2 separate regions of the Mus musculus genome follow, and region 2 is linked to region 1. A link is a contact called in public HiChIP or PLAC-seq data. All regions are on one chromosome and are shown on one strand. The core of a region is the stretch at or near the end of the contact, and the rest is flanking DNA. Distances in the headings are between cores, read along the strand shown.

Region 1 (2,970 bases), core at 88-2,587:
GTTTGCCTAAACGTCACTGCTCAAAAAAAAAAAAAAAAAATCCCTTATAGCACTCAAACACATTCAGCCAAACACCTCACAAGAGATGCTCTGCCTCTAAAGACACTAGGAATTCTTCTAATTGATTTAGACATTGAAAGGGTTTTTCCTCCCTTCGTTAATCAGTTTCATCAATTTATTCGTTAGCCACGGGTCTATCTAGAGCTCATTGCCAGCCTAGACGTGGTAGGAGAACTCCCGAGTCTGAGCTCCCTTCTCTCTGAGCTTCACTTTGGGCTGCTTTTTCTCTTTAGGGACAGTGGCAGAAATGTAAGAGACAACCCTGGACACAGATGACCTTAAACTCTCAAACCAAATCATCCCTTTTCTGACCAAAGAAGGGAACTTAAAAAAAAAAAGAATGTTTCTGCTCCAGCAAAGTTGGAGGGAATAGGTGCTCTGGTTTGCAGGGAGCAGAAGGCAGAGGCTTGCAGCACCAAAAGCAGAAATCTAACCCGTAGCAGAGACCTTCCCTCCCCATCTCTTTCCACCAATCTGTCACCTCCAAGCTCACATACTTACAAGACCCCCACCCCCGGCAGCTGCTTCAACTCCGGACTAGAGCCCCCATCCTGACCCGAGGTCACAGAATGTGGGGCCAGATCCCCGGAGGGAGTCTAAGCAAGGCTTGGTGGCAGAGGCAGGCTGGTACAAACCTTGGTCTGCCTCACTCCCCCAAATCCTTTCCTAGGGCCTCCCCCGCCCCCAACTCAGCCTGCCCTTCTTGCCCCTGGGTCCTCTCTCCCCTCCTCTCCGGTCCTTTGTTTTCAGCCACCTTGCAGCCCTTCCCCAGCCTCGGTGGCCGTGCCCACAAGGCCTCCCTTGCCTCGCTGGCGGGTTTCGCTCTGCCTTACCGGCTCCCGGCTCAGGCGCGCTCCGCCTGCTCCTCACATCCACACAGCTGCGGCGAGAGGAGGAAGGGAGGGCGGCGCGCGGTTGGATCCGAGACAGTAGATTTGGTGTCTGTTCGCAACTCCGGGGAAACTCTGCCCTGGTGCTCCCGCCCCTCTCCAACTATTCCTCGCCGCAGCAGGGCCAAGAGCCCTCCTTCGCACACAGCCCCTTCCCTTGCCGAAGTGTTGGCCCTGTCTATTCAGCCGCTACCCCTAGCTTCCCCTCATCTGGAGTTATCCAGCACTCAGTTGCCTTTCAACTACCTCTTGCTACCTCCTGTCCCCTCCCTCTGCGGTCCCTGTAGTAGCTGTGGCGGTGGCGGGTGGCGCTGGGGACACCCCGGATCAGCCAGCACAGTCTCCCTCCACCACAGCCCGGTGAGCCGCGGGCTCCAGCAGGCTAAGAGGAAGTTAATCATTACTTCCCCACCAACACTCAGCCACCCTTGGACTCTCTCACCCAGGCTCAGAGGAGGAGGGGGCAGATGGCCCGGTGGAAACCGGCTTTGCCCAGCCAGCCTCAGCAGGCCTTCAAGGGACAGTTCTCTTTTCGGTGGTCTCAGCACCCACTTTGAGTCCTCGTTTTTCACCTCTTCTCCCCTCCCTCTGCCTCCTCTTAGGCTCTGCCCACTGTTTCATCTCTACTCGGTCTTTGGCAAGTTGACTGCAGGTTCTGGGAGGACCAACTCTCTTTGTTTGGAACCGGACAGAATGGGATTTCCTTCCCCAGCCTCTGCCAAAGGTTTTTTTTTTTTTTTTTTTTTTTTTTTTTTTTTTTTTTTTTTTTTTTTAAACGGTGTGGCCCATAGGGGACCGAGCCTCCGGTCCCAATTAACCCGATGGTTGGGGATGTGGGTGAGAAATTGAACTGATCTAGCGGTTATAGTAGACTTGGGGTGGGGGTGAGGGGGCGTTAAAGAAGTAGGATTGGAGGAGTGGCAAAAGAGATGAAGAAAAACCTGGATGGGTGTGGTATAGTCAAAAGGGAAGGGGCGGGAGTGTGGAAAGAAGTATTAGAGGAAGGAGAAGCAGTGGGGAAACCAGGGACATCTATGGGGTAGGAGTAGGAAGGAAAACACCCCCAGCCTGGCAGCCTGCAAGCTCGGGTTCCTCCCTTCCCTCTTTGTGGGGTCAGGTGTTCAGAAAGCTGGACTATTACACCTTCCTCTACTATAGAAATAACTGCCTTTCAAGGTGTCCACTGGTGGGCTCCATAGTGGACAAGTGTAATTATCCCCATTTTACAGGTGAGTAAACTGGGGTCTACAGAAGTAAAGAGACTATGCAGGCTGACTTCTCCTTCCTGTAGGCTGTAGGGTGAATGGTTGCTTTTAGCACTCTTTCATGAGTGCTCGGCGCTAGTACTATTCAGGTCTGAGCTAGGGGTCAGATTATCCATCCTGATTCTGGGGGTCTCCTTGATTCTTCCTCCCCCACCCCAGCTTTTCCTCTTTGGTCATAGTTCTCCACTCCTACTGTGTGAGCCTGTTGGCCATGTTTTGACTATTTTTTAACCCCCCCTCCCAGTTCAGTGGTCCACAGGCCGCCACCTGGCTGACCCGTGCCAGTATGAGGCCCCTTTGGTGGCCAAGTGGTTTGTATTGTCGTTGCTCCTCAAAGGGGCTGTGAAGGGCCGGAGAGGTTGCTAGGTCCTCTTATGAAGGAAAGCAGGGTTAAAGGGAGGAGGGGCCAGAAAGGATAAAGGCTCAGCACGTGCGCGCCGCCTCATCAGGACCAACCGACCAGGCGGGCGGGGCCAGCTGGCAGTCAGGACCCCCGGGATTCTTGTGGGGTGTCCAAATATTGGGAACAAAGGCGGGAAAAGAAGAGAGCGGGAGGGAGGGAGAAAGGGAGAGCGCGAGGAAGCAGAAATTAGGGGGTCTTAGATGAAAAAAAAAGTAGCTTTAGGGAGAATGTGCTGTGGAGTGTGAAATTGCAGCCCACGGTGCTCCATATTGTACCAGAAGCTCTTCCAAAAAAAAAAAAAATCCTCCAATGTGACCAGAAAGCGGGCTAGGCAGGGGGAGGGGTGCGGGAG
Region 2 (2,732 bases), core at 181-2,680, 800 kb after region 1:
TTCACCATTACAGGAGCTTCCTAAGGCTCCCCTAGGCTTTGTGCATCTCCTCTAACTGCTACACAGTACACGTTCACACTCTTGGCCCTTTCCAACAGCCGTGGTGCAGGGCAGAAACTCAGGTCAGGTTGCCTGAGCTCGCTACTTAGGGCCCCACAGGCTGGATTGAGAGTCCTGGTTATCCTGGGATCCCAGTAGGGCTCTAAAGAAAAAGTCCTCGCATGCCCACGTTTGTGGCTGGCAGCATCCGTTCCTGATGGCTGTGGGGACTGTTTCTTGCATCAGCACCACTGCTCCTTGAGGCCCCCAGAGTTCCTGCTCATGCTTCAGATCTCTCGTCCACCGCCCTTCCACCTGCCACCAACCAGAGGCAGCTCTCCTTTTAAGGGGCTTGTATGGTTAGATAATGTCCCCTTTGCTATGTAATACAATATAACCCCAGGGGCTAGAGAGACAGCTCAGCAGTTAAGAGCACTGGTTTCTCTTCCAGGGGATCCAGGTTCAGTTCCCAACACCCACATGGCAGCTCACAAATGTACATAAAAATAAAATCATTTAAACACACACACACAAGCCGGGCGTGGGGGCGCACGCCTTTAACCCCAGCACTTGGGAGACAGAGGCAGGTGGATTTCTGAGTTTGAGGCCAGTCTGGTCTACAAAGTGAGTTCCAGGACAGCCAGGGCTATACAGAGAAACCCTGTCTCGAAAAACCAAAAATCAAAACACACACACACACACACACACACACAGAGAGAGAGAGAGAGAGAGAGAGAGAGAGAGAGAGAGCTCACACCCTAGAGCAGAATGCTCTGCCCACTCTCTAAAGGCCAGGTCCCTAGGGACCATGCTCACCACTCCCAGCCTCTCAGGTATACACATCCTTCTGTCCCTAGTTCCAGACCTCCCAATCTATGTGGAGCACTGGACCAATCACTGTTCATGTCTGATCATCAGTTTCTGCATAAAATTGGCAGGCCTTGTGCCTAACAGAACAGGATGTGAGCAGCAGAGGGGACTGTGCTCCTTTAGACTGGAGCCTCCACCCAGGGAGGTGCAGGATGGGGGACCTCCTAGTGAGACTCCACCCACAGCCCAGCCCAGCCCAGCCCAGCACAGCCCAGCACAGCACAGCCCAGCCCAGCATAGCCCAGCCCAGCACAGCCCAGCACAGCCCAGCCCAGCATAGCCCAGCCCAGCATAGCCCAGCCCAGCATAGCCCAGCCCAGCCCAGCATAGCCCAGCCCAGCCCAGCATAGCCCAGCCCAGCCCAGCCCAGTCCAGCCCAGCCCAGCCCAGTCCAGCCCAGCCCAGCCCAGCCCAGCCCAGTCCAGTCCAGCCCAGTCCAGTCCAGCCCAGTCTAGCCCAGCACAGCCCTGCACAAGTGTCCGTGTGTTGTTTCCAGACATCCTGATAACTGTACTGAGAGAGAGTGGTCAGAGACCCATGGTACCCACAGGAACCCTCGGACCTGGCAAGGTGGCTCATCTCTAGCTGAGGGAGTGCAGTGGGACAAGGATCAGAGGGTGACCAACTCTGTTTCAGTCTCACCTCCTCAGCTTACCCTGTCTGCCCGTGTGGCTCAGCCTCCGGGTCTCTAGCAGCCTTCCTGTCCTTCTAACCCAGCCCTGGCTAGCCACTTGTAGTTAATGTCAGCTTCCTGAGGCCTGTGAGTTCCTATCAGTCTTGGGAGCCCCCTCCTCCCCAAGGAACACAACCCCATCTTTCTCCCAGGCTCCCTCCTGCTCTCCCCAAGGGCCAATTTTAGTGCAGTACACAAGCTTCGCTTTGGGGGTCATCTCCCAACCAAGGCAGAGGGGCTGGAAGAAGACCATCCTGACTCCATCCAAGCGCGGGAGCTGGGTAAGAGGTGGGGAAATGAATATTAATTTATCATGATTAGGCAAATCCGGCAGGGAGAGCCGATTCAGGCGGAGGAGGCTAAAAAGATGAATTTCAGCAATAAAATTAAATAAGGACGGACGGGCGGCCCCTCCTCCCTCCCGCTTTGCTGATCTCTCTCTTTCTTACAATTTATGAGGCCAATTATGAAGATGGGGTTGGAAGTTCCTGGAACTTCACTAAATGCAAACGGCGGTCCCTGCTGTTCCCATCAAATTAATTAACCGCGCGCTATTGATGGCCGCTCAAGGCTGACGCAAGCGGTCCGCCCTGCGGTCTCCACCATGGACACAGGGACCCAGAGCTCCGAGTCCAGTCAGGACTCCCCTACCTTTCTAGTCCCTGACCAGCACAACCAGGGTCCCCTGACAAGCCCACACACCTGCCTGAGCCCCTGGTGACATGGGGACTGTACCCAGAGGCTAGCTAGAGACACTGGTACTCACACCACAGCTACAGGGCCCAGAAATGTGTGGTAGGCACACAAACAAGGGACACCGGGTGCATACCCAGGGAACCTGCACTCATACAGTGATGGCTGGGTCGCAGCTCCTGGAGCAGGCAAGGAAGGGCACTGTCTGAGGTGACAGGCTTATCCTGTCAGGGCCAGGCCTGGGTCTAGCAGGTTCTACACAGAGACTCCACAGCCATTGGAGAAGAGATAGTTTATCAGTTCAGGCCCATCTTCTGGTGGCTTTCTCGGGGTCCTTTCAAGCAGCTCATCGTCCCCGGGGGCATCTCCTTGTCTTGGGGCCCAGGGCCTTCCTCAGGGAGGCTCTTCCACGGGGATCAGAGCTGAGGAGGAAGGATGTCGCAGATGAGACCTGGTC

Evidence for each region. HiChIP or PLAC-seq counts read pairs in DNA pulled down with a chosen protein or histone mark.
Region 2: a FOXA1 HiChIP or PLAC-seq map of pancreatic cancer cells shows a contact between it and region 1. The contact joins two enhancer-like sites. A contact is called at or near these places in 3 of 39 promoter capture datasets (embryonic stem cells, hippocampal neurons and stem cell-derived epiblast-like cells), 2 of 484 Hi-C or Micro-C datasets (both in embryonic stem cells) and 1 of 115 datasets of contacts at active chromatin or transcription factors (pancreatic cancer cells).

What each region holds. Positions count from the first base shown.
Region 1 is chr19:44,749,599-44,752,568 of GRCm38.p6, forward strand. It overlaps a transcript of Pax2 not described here. Among named protein-coding and RNA genes, the nearest start is that of Pax2, 5.8 kb to the right of the region's middle. RefSeq lists a promoter at 1-2,970 and a cis regulatory region at 2,478-2,958. Within about 2 kb of position 1,338, at least 69 of the 459 cell types and tissues checked have an H3K27ac peak or open chromatin away from gene starts, as enhancers often do. A contact at or near this core is called in pancreatic cancer cells, where this site is marked.
Region 2 is chr19:45,547,256-45,549,987 of GRCm38.p6, forward strand. No RefSeq gene overlaps it. Among named protein-coding and RNA genes, the nearest start is that of Gm41856, 3.6 kb to the left of the region's middle. Within about 2 kb of position 1,431, at least 35 of the 459 cell types and tissues checked have an H3K27ac peak or open chromatin away from gene starts, as enhancers often do. A contact at or near this core is called in pancreatic cancer cells, where this site is marked.